2 separate regions of the Sus scrofa genome follow, and region 1 is linked to region 2. Evidence: chromatin contacts called from public HiChIP or PLAC-seq data. All regions are on one chromosome and are shown on one strand. The core of a region is the stretch at or near the end of the contact, and the rest is flanking DNA. Distances in the headings are between cores, read along the strand shown. Region 1 holds the start of DCUN1D2 (DCN1-like protein 2). Region 2 holds the start of CUL4A (cullin-4A).

The links. HiChIP or PLAC-seq counts read pairs in DNA pulled down with a chosen protein or histone mark.
Region 1: a contact with region 2 is called in an H3K27ac HiChIP or PLAC-seq map of alveolar macrophages. The contact joins the promoter of DCUN1D2 here to the promoter of CUL4A in region 2. A contact is called at or near these places in 2 of 47 Hi-C or Micro-C datasets (epiblast stem cells and fetal skeletal muscle) and 2 of 2 datasets of contacts at active chromatin or transcription factors (alveolar macrophages and skeletal muscle).

Annotation. Positions count from the first base shown.
Region 1 is chr11:78,707,476-78,712,384 of Sscrofa11.1, reverse strand. It overlaps DCUN1D2 (DCN1-like protein 2), which reads left to right and starts at 3,659. Exons shown (of 8, transcript XM_021065981.1): 1 at 3,659-4,664. TMCO3 (transmembrane and coiled-coil domains 3) reads right to left here and starts at 3,280. Exons shown (of 14, transcript NM_001267851.1): 1 at 3,113-3,280; 2 at 1,143-1,222.
Region 2 is chr11:78,553,263-78,558,374 of Sscrofa11.1, reverse strand. It overlaps CUL4A (cullin-4A), which reads right to left and starts at 1,345. Exons shown (of 20, transcript XM_003131101.4): 1 at 1,010-1,345; 2 at 322-437. The coding sequence starts at 1,163. PCID2 (PCI domain-containing protein 2) reads left to right here and starts at 1,591. Exons shown (of 15, transcript XM_021065973.1): 1 at 1,591-1,700; 2 at 3,864-3,953. The coding sequence starts at 1,665.

The sequences.
Region 1 (4,909 bases), core at 2,410-4,909, 150 kb before region 2:
ACCCTTGGAGGAAACAGGGACGCCACACAGGGTCGGGGTCTCACCCCTTATAACTCTGTGAATCTACCGTTATCTCAAGTTAAAAACTTTGGTGAAAGGACCAAACCCTTCCCCCAAAGTTTCTATTTATACTTATTCCAACTTTAATTAAAACATAGCTCCCCAAATTTTTACATTTGCCAAATTTTTGCTTGTTTCGTTTTTGGGGTTTTGTTTTGTTTTCGTTTTTTAGCGTCACTCCCGCGGCACATGGAGGTTCCCAGGCTAGGGGTCAAATGGGAGCTGTAGCCACTGGCCTTACACCACAGCCACAGCGACACGGGATCCAAGCCCCGTCTGTGACCTACACCACAGCTCACGACAACACGAGCCCCTTTAACCCACTGAGCAAGGCCAGGGATCAAACCTGCATCCTCATGGATGCTGGTCAGATTCGTTAACCACTGGGCCACGACAGCAACTCTAGGTTTTGCTTGTTCTTATAATTACAGAACAGGAATCCCCAAACTTGCTTCTAAATTGATGAGACTATTTGAGCAAGTAATAAATTATCTGTAGTAAATGATTTAGAATAAAAAGGAAAATGGGTTCACCGTCATGCCTACTCAAAAACAAAAGGCAAGAAACTTCCAATGGTTTTACATAAAAAGTCCTAAGCTCGGGTTTTCTTGAAGTAAAGTCACCACAGTTGATGACTCCTCTCTCACCTCCGACTCTGGGGCCAGCGTGACTGCAGGGGGTGTGACTGAATCCTCAGACACTGCTCCTGGGCCCCTGGAGCCCCAGCGCCCATCCCTGGAGGCCCTTAGGGGAATGGGGCAGTGGGGGCAGAGAGGGAAGCAGCTCCTCCATTTTTTTCAACTTCACATCATGGGTTAACCTGGAAAAGCTCAAAGCTCTGCCTCCCAGCTTTCTGCTCACGTGGGGTCACAGGACCCTCTACCCCAGTCTCCTCCTCAGGCCCCTCCAGACCCAGCGACTTAAAGTCACTGCATCGAACTGCTGAAGGAGAGCCCAGTTTGTTGCCAGCAGCCTCTGGCTGTAAGGCCAGGTAGGACACAGTTCTTAGGACAGCCCATCCCCGAGGTGTCTGCCCCGCCCACCCAGCTGGACCCGCCAGCCGAGCGGGGACGGGGACTGACCTGGTACCAGGGCTCCAGGCAGGAAATCCGGCCCCTGCGGCGTGGGTGTGGCAGGATCACGGTTAACGGGCGCAGCACCTCTGGAAAAAGCAAAGCGTGAGGGTTATTTGTAGTAGATGGTTTAACATCCGACTTTTTCCTGCTCTCACTAGCACCTCCAGGTTCAACACTGCACAGGCAGAAAGGAGGGCCTCATGGAAAGGTCCAAGGAAGCCACATCTGTCGCAACGAAATCTGCAGAGGACTTCACCTGAAGAGTACATTGCACACTCTGGCAAGTCGAATGATGAGTACTTCTAAAAAGACAGAGCACTTACCTGGCCCACTGGGTTACTCTGCTGTACAGCAGAGACTGACATTGTAAACCGACTATAAAAAAAACCTAAACAAAACAATTTATGGTTCATTTCTAATCAGTAAAAGAACTGGAGAATGGATTAAGAAAAGGAACAAGGAAACAAGTTTTAAAGTATTTGAAGTTAATCATACAAAAACCAGGAGTTCCCTTTGTGGCTCAGCGGTTAATGATCCTGAATAGGATCCACGAGGTTGCAGGTTCGATCCCTGGCCTCGCTCAGTGAGTTAAGGATCCGGTGTCGCCGTGAGCTGTGGTGTAGGTCGCAGATGAGTCTCGGATCCTGCGTTACTGTGGCTGTGGTGTAGGCTGGCGGCTGCAGTTCTGATTCAACCCCTAACCTGGGAACTTCCATATGCCGCAGGTGCAGCCCTAAACAACAGCAACAACAAAAAAAAAAAAACCAACAAGAAAACCCCACAAAAACCAAACATTCCATTGAGTAATCCAATCACTAGGACACTATCTTTTTAACACTGATTATTAAAAGAGAAATTTGGAACCAGTATGATCCTGTGACCCAAAAAACGATAAGAAAAACAAATAGGAAAAGGCTGTAAACCGAGGAGCCTTGCTTGTCGGGCAGTTGCTGGAGGATCAGGCATGGAGCACTGTGGCCGGTGCCGCCAGTGCCCCTGAGAGGAACTCAGACCGAGGGAGCAGGTCGAGGCCTCTGTGCTTTGGGAAAACAGACAGAACAGACCAGAGGTTGTTCTTTAGGAAAAACGCTTACGAGCCCAGATTGCGGCATCTTGCCGCACTCCGGGGAGCGCTAACATCAGAACTGCGACACTGCCTGTGACTAGCAGCCACGCTCTGCGCCAGGTGTGCAGGGCCGCAGGCACCCCTTCTCTAAAACCCCTGCCATCCAGCCTCCGGCTCGGAGCCCTGGGAGAGGCCGTCTCCTGGGCTCGGTCCCCCGCTGACCCTGAATGAAAGAGAGCTCAGGGCTCTGGGGGAGGGCCTCACTGCAGCCGCCTTCACCTGGACGAGCGCACGATCTGACCGCACGTGGACGGTGACCCACGGCCTCACTCGGGGCTCACAGGTGAGATGTGAAAGGAACCTGGGGGCAGCGAGGAGGCCCGGACCCAGAGGGGATCCTGGAGCAGCGGCTCCTCCGCACACGGGACTCGAGCGGCAGGCGCCTGGAGGGTGTATACGGTCCAACGGTGTGGCCGGCAGTGTCCGCAGCGTCATCGGTGACTCAAGAACGGCGAGGCGCTCCCCCCAGCCCCTCCGAGCCCCCCGCCCCCGCTCCCGCCGCAACCCTGGGGCCGCCGCCAGCTGCGCGGGTCTGGAAAAGGGCGCTCCGGTGCAGCACTGCCGCACGCCCGCGGGCGGGAGCAGCAGGCTCGGGCGGGAAGACCCCGGGAGAGGGGAGACCAAGGCCCAGGGAGAGGGGACCCCACGAGAGAGGAGAGACCCTGCAGAGGAGGAGAACACGCCCTCAGTAAGGAGAAACCCCCGAGGAGGGGAGGGGAGACCCCCGGGGAGGGAAAGAGAAAGGCCGGCTCGAGAGACCCCCCCGGAAGAGGCGACCCTGGGAGGGGAGCCCCGAGACCGCACCTCAGGCGGGACCCGGACCCCGCGCCGAACGCCGCGCAGCGCTCACCGTGACGTCCCGGCGGCGGTGAGTCCTGGGCCCGGCACTCCGGCGCGGGGAGCCGAGGGGAGGGCAGGGACGCACCTTCTCCGCATCCCTTCCCAGGCGGTGGGGCCGCCCCCGGGGCGGGGACGGGGACTGGGTGAGGCGCGCAGAGGGCCCGGCCGCCGGCGCACTGGGAGAGCCGTCTGCGCCGACGCGGCCTAGAGGAACAGGCGGCGCCGCCAAGAAGGCGGGGCGGGGTTCCGCGGCCCCGGGGAGGCGCGGTGCACGCCGGGAGTTGGAGGCGGGGCGGTGCCCGGCTCCCGTCGGCCCCCGGGCGGAGCAGGGCACGCCGGGAGTTGGAGTCCCCCGGGCCTGACCTGCAGCTGCCTCCCGAGGCAGGTGTTTCGAGAGCCGAGGACAGGGACGGCGCGGCCGGACCAGGGCGCCTGCGCAGTTGGCCGGGGCCAGCGAGAAGCTGGGGCGCCCAGGGGAGAATGGTAGGCGGCACGTGCCATCGCCTTCCGCGTGGCTCCTCCTGGGCACCCGGGGGTCGGGGAGGGCTGGTGGGGTTGGCCAAGGTCGGGGGTGGGAGCGGGACCTAGGCTGGGGAAGGTCGGGGGCTGGGAGGCGGGAGCCAGGGGCTCTGGAGAGACCTGACCGGGAGGCTGCGGGAGAGTCGGGGTCCGGGTCGGCGCGAAGGCCTCGGGCGCGGTGGGGACGCCGGTGGCGGGAGGCACGCAGGTGGGACCTGGCCGGTGACCCAGGGGCAGCGTTGCTGACTGAGGAGGTGGAGGCACTGAGCGGGCCGGGGGCTCTGGTCAGTGCGTCTTCGGAAGCGTGAGCAGCCAGGTGACCGAGGAGGGAGGGACGTTGGGGGCACACCAGCATCCCGCCGAGGTCAGGCGGCAGGACTGCGCCTTTGAGCCTGGCCAGTAGTCCAGAGTGGCCGGAACGTGGACGTCAGGGTCGAGAACGGGCGCTGTGGAAGGCTTTTGAGAGGGAGCAGTGCGTGCGAAGCGATCACCTTTTGTCGGGAGGACAGGTGGGTCTGAGTGGGTCAGGATCCCATGTAAGGGAGACCAGCCGGGAGGCTGTGGGAATAGCCTGGGCCGCAGGAGGTGAGGACTTGGACGGAGACCATCTGTAGGAATAAGAGGGATGAGAGGCAAGAAGGGCGAGGCCTTGCACAGAGCTGGTCAGAAAGGGAGGAGGAGCAAAGAAAGGCGTGTCGTCCGGGCTTGGAGGTGCGAGCAGATGCCGACGTGCGTGACCAAAGCAGAACCTGTCCAAGGCCGGCCGGTTGTGCAGGAAGAAGATGCGGGAGCAGGGGAGATACAGGAGTCAGCGATGGATCTGGGGTTCACAGAGAAGTGTTAGGAAATGTACAGCGACTTCGAAGTGTCGTGAAAACGAGGCCGTGGATGGGTTTGGGCGACCCTTCAGTGAACCCGGTGCTTGCTGTGTATAAGATGCTGAGCTCCGTGCTGAGCAAGACAGACGTGTGCTTGGCGTTGATGGAGCTGGTGACCTGGCAGGAAGGACAGGCACGGAACACACAACCACTTTTTTGCAGTTGGTAAGTGCCAGGGAGGGACACTGGTTTCAGGGACTCCTGTAGTGCAGAGGACACAACGTCATGTCCGATGCCCAGGTGTGAAGGCTTAGCCGCAGAAACACGGTGGGAGTTGAACTCTCTAGAATGTTTGGGTGGGAGGGCAGCCTGGTGGAAAGGCAGGCTAGGTGCTGCATCCAGGCATCAGGATGGCCTGGCTGAGCCCGGAGAACCAGGGAAAAGGGACCGAGCAGGAGACTGTGGAGGGA
Region 2 (5,112 bases), core at 96-2,595:
GAAAAGAAAATAAAAATCCCACAAGCGCCAAAACCCGAAAATCCTCCTTGACCCTGGGGACGTCCTCTCGCAGAACTCCCACTGTTTCTGCCGGAGGCCTGTACTTGGATTTCTAGTATTTCCTTCGCTGAGACAATACTGAGGCCCACGGAATCCGCACCCGTGTCACATTTCGTGGAAGTGCACAACCGTGTGGTTTGGACAGCTGCAAAAAACGGTAAGTGAAAAACAAGATGCTGGCCCCCAGGCCTGGACGTTCTCCCTGAAGAAATTAGGTGAGAATCCTAAGGAGCCCCGCTGTTTGCAAAGGTGGAGTCTTACCTGGTAGAGCTCTTCCAGGTTGTATCTGATGGAGGTACTACTCTGTATGGCTTTCACCGCCTCGTGAAGCTTGTGCCAGGTGTCCTGAGTGTAGTTATCAGGCAACTTCGGTCTGTCTGTAAATCCAGAGACAGTGAGTGGGGAAGGGCATCATGCCAAGAGTCACACACCTTAAAAAAAAACTCTACAAAAAAGGACTCAAAGACACCTAGGTGACGAATACGGGCAGTAGCTCTTCCCCAAAGGAAGCACTGTGTTTACACCTTCCTTGGCTTAGAGACTATGTGACCACAATGTCTCTCTTTTGCTGGGTAAATACTTGCAGTGTTGATACTTAGGACACACACATGTAGTCTTCTAAGTAAGGAGACGTTACAAATAAACAAACATGGAATAGTTAAGCCCCGACCAGATTTAAAGTTGAGTTAAATTACTCAACGTCGGGAGGGAGGTCTGTGTGGGACGAAGACGCTTGCTCCCAGATAACGACAGTGACAGCGGAGAAAGTAATTAAATTAAGCGACATCACCCAGCGCTTCAGGGGCTGCCACTCGTTCTGGCTCGGCCTCGCCAACCACGACACCTGCGCTGCTTGGCCGAACTTAACTCCAGCCGAACCCTCCGTCCCGACGACACAGCCGCGGAGGGAAAGCGACCCCCGCCCGCCCCGCCGCGGCCCCGCACCCACCTCGGAAATTCTTGATCACGAGCTTCTTGGAGCCGCCGCTGCCCCCGGGCTTGGAGGTGACGGCGGCGGCGGCGAGGGACGCGGGCTTGGTGAGGCCGTTGGTGTGCCCGACGAGCGCCGAGAAGCTGCCCTTCCTGGGGGTCTCGTCGGCCATGGCCGCGGCCGCAGCGCCCCGCCCGGGCCTCCGCCCGCGCCCGCCTGTCCGCTCCCCCGGCTGCGCTCCCCGGTCCGGCCCGGCCCGGTCCAACCGCCGGATCCCGACGCCGACCGCGCGCCTCAGGCCTCGGGAGCGCGCCGGACCCCGACCCGACCTGACCCGGCCCGACCCGGCCCCGAGCTCGCGGGCGCCGCAGTCCGCTTCCGCCGCGGTCCGTGTGGAACCTCGCAGCAGGCGAGCGGCCGGCGGGCCTGGGCACCTGGGGCGCGGACGAGGCGGCCTCGCGAGCGGTTCGGGGAGTCGCAGCGCAGCCCCCAGCCCGCCTCAGCCCGGGCGCGCCGCCATGCCGGCCCGGGGCTCGCGTTCCCGCGCACAGGCTGCCTCCGGAACCAAGGTGCGCGGAGGGCGGGGGGCGCGGGGCCGGGACGGACCGCGGCCCGGAAGTGACGCAAGCAGGCGGCGACGGGCGCGCAGCTCCGCCGCACTGCAGGCGCGGCCATGGCGCACATCACCCTCAACCAGTACCTGCAGCAGGTAACGTTCGCCGACCATCGGGCCCCCTGCCGGTTGACCTCCCGCTTCCCTGAGCTGCGGCCCGGAGCGGGCTGGGGCCCGGGCGGGTCCGTTCGCCGGCTGCGCCGGAGCCTTTGGCCGCCAGACGGGAAGCAGGCGCCCTCACCGTGTACCCTGGGGGCTCGGGAGCCCCGGCGGCCGTGCCCTCAATTCAGGGGCGTGTGGGGACGGGGGACAGGCAGTGGTGGATGTAGGAGCCGGGGAAAGCAAGTGGTTCGACTGCAAGGGGGTTCTGTGTTGGCGCTCGGCGTACCTATGTCCTTTGGGATTTGTGTCTCTGAGGAGTTTTGTCTAAACAGGCTCCAAATGCAACGGGAGAGCGCAAATATGTTTTTGTGGATTCGAAGCTTGTAGTCTTTCCCCTGAGCCATGCTATTTCGCAGAACTAGAACCGTGGTAATCAGGACAGGGAAAGGGGGAGAGTGGGTTTTTAGAATATATGGAGACATTGCGGAGACTTGGTGAATAAGGCTGTGTGGTTGGAGAACAAACAGGAAGGAATTAAGAATGATTCCCAGGTTTCCAGCTGGGCAACACGTGAGCAGAACTGATTGGGAAGGAAAAATAAGTGTAGTTTTGGCCGTGTTGAGTTGGAGGCATCTGTTGACAACCAAGCCAAGCTATCTCTTTGGCAGTTGAATATAGTGTAACATGATTGGAACCATTAGTTGTTCAGTTAATTGAGAAAGTTGGTTAAGATAGGAATCATGGGGGAAAAAAAAAACAGATCCATGCTTTTATCTTAACTTAAAGGATATGTTCATTTCCAATCATTTGATTGAGACCTAAGACCTTTTCTTTAAGAACAGGTCTACTTTGGCCTTAGCTTTGCAGAGTTAACATTTTTCACTATCAGTTTTTATTTAAAGTCAAACAAGAACAGAGTTCCCGTCATGGCACAGTGGTTAATGAATCCGAGTAGGAACCATGAGGTTGCGGGTTCCATCCCTGGCCTTGCTCATTGGGTTAAGGATCCAGCATTGCCGTGAGCTGTGGTGTAGGTCGCAGATGCAGCTCGGGTCCCATGTTGCTGTGGCTGTGGTGTAAGCCAGCAGCTGTAGCTCTGATTAGACCCCTAGGCTGGGAACCTCCATGTGCTGCGGGAGCGGACCTAGAAAAGGCAGAAAGACAAAATAAATAAAGTCAAACAAGAACGCAGACATTTGAGATGTACAAAAATTTGTCATTTTTTGACAATTTTTTTTTCTTTTAGGGCCGCACTTGTGGCATATGGAAGTTGCCAGGCCAGGGATTAAATCAGAGCTGCGGCTGCTGGCCTACACCACAGCCACAGCCACAGCCACATTATCTCTGGATCCTGAACCCACTGAGAGGCCAGAGATGGAACCTGCATCCTCAGGGACACTCTTGGGTTCTTAACCCACTGAGCTACAACAAGAACTCCAGATAAATATTATTTTAAAATGTCATTTGGTTTGCTAGTTATAAATCATCTGCCATTACCCAGGCCTCCAGTATAGAAATATATAAAGTCAAAGTCTCCTCGCTCCCCCACCCCCCTGCCCAGCTCTCACCATACTGGCCAGGGGTCAGCTGGTGTGGCATGGGGCCCTGCATTTGTTCCTGTGCTAACATGCCACACAACTAACTTTGCAAAATCGACAAAAAGCATATTGTGGACACTTTTCCACATTGCTCTAAGTAGGTGTACGTGATTCTCACGACACTCAGTACCCTGCTGTGTGACCGTGACGTTTTATTTTGTCACTATCTTTCCCTTTTTATTTTATGTGAAGGTTGAATGAAAGCTCTCTGCATTTTGGATATATGTGGTTTTCAAGCTTTTTTTTTTCTTCTTCTTCATAAGCTGCATAAGTGGATTTTCAAATGTTTGTTAGCATGGCTGAATAAAATTAGAATAATCCACTTTCATTAAAAAGCAAGTAATAAACACTGGCTTGTTCCACTTTTTCACTTTTTGCCTTCAGATCACATCTTAAGATGTAGTGATTGTGCGCTAAGGAGAGTGCTGACTTGTATCTGGATTATTCTCACTCCCCCAGAGTAGGGGAAGTGAAGTGCAGGGTATATGCTGTGTGTTGTCTAGATTCTGTTGGGATAGATGTTTTGTCCTCATAGCTCTTCTCTTTTCAAACACTTCAGGTGTACGAAGCAATTGATACCAGAGATGGGGCGTCTTGTGCAGAGCTGGTGTCCTTCAAGCACCCTCATGTTGCCAACCCACGGCTTCAGGTCAGTGGAGGGGCCATGCACATGGTGTCCCAGGGCGCTGCAGGGTCACCAGCTTCCTAAGAGAAGGAAACTAATGTCACCACTCCTCTCTGAAACGTGCGGAGTTCCTTGACGATTCGTCTGATTCTAGGCCACTTGCTGAACCGTAGCTGAACACCAAGTCTCAGAGACTGTCCTGAGACACACGCTCATTTTCCTGCGTTTACTTTCCACAACACCTAACCTCTCTGGGGTTCAGAGAAGTGCAGGAGCACGGTGAGGTCATCCAGTGGACAGGCCTGTCGTCCCCAAAGCCCAAAGGTGGTTCCTGTGACTGTGAGCGAGGTTTTACTGGGGCAGAGCCATGCCCACTGCTTCCCGCCGGCAGTGGGGCTGCCTTCCACAGGGCACAGCTGGGGAGGTGGGCAGTGGCCAGAGGCCTACAGAGCTGGCACCGTTTCCTGGCTGGCCTTCTGTAGAAACACCTGCTAGGGCCCTGCTCTGAACTCACATGTCATTGATTTAGAGGATAAACGGTACCCAAGCAATAGCTTCCTAGAAAATGTTGCTGACATCTCGTAACTGCCCGTTTCCTCACTGATGCCCATGATGACGTTGGAGCGTGTTCCTGCCCGAGGAGCTTAATCCCTCTTTTGCGAGGAAAGGGAGATTCTACCTTGGTGGCTCTGTGTGGCAGCATATGGACTGCACCTCAGACACGTAAACCAGTTTCTGGAGTAGAAGGAGGCGTGTCTTGGCTTAAAAGTTTCCTCGGTCTTTCCAGTGTGCAGCCAGCATTGGAGACCATTGCTCTGAATGGATGGGACTCGGGCTTAGCCTGCTGGCGGGTTGCCCTGGTGCACGTCTGCAGCCCACTGGAGACTTGAGGCTGGTCCCTTCGTTAAAAAACTTCGTCAGCCTTCCATCTGTTGGTCCCTTCCCTGGTGGCCGTTGGCTGACCGTTGAGTCGGGGACGGCGGAGGCGGATCTTTCTCGTGTTGTCACTGTTCCTCTCGATCTTAGGGACACAGATATGCTTGCTGTGTGGGTGCGGGGTCGTGGAGGCCCTTTTAAATGCATTGTGTTGATGACCCATCAGGATGCCCGTGTTGCCTAAGGTCTGGCCCCTGAGAAGGAAGGGAGAGGTAGAAGGAAATGTCTGCTGGTCTCACGAGACCCA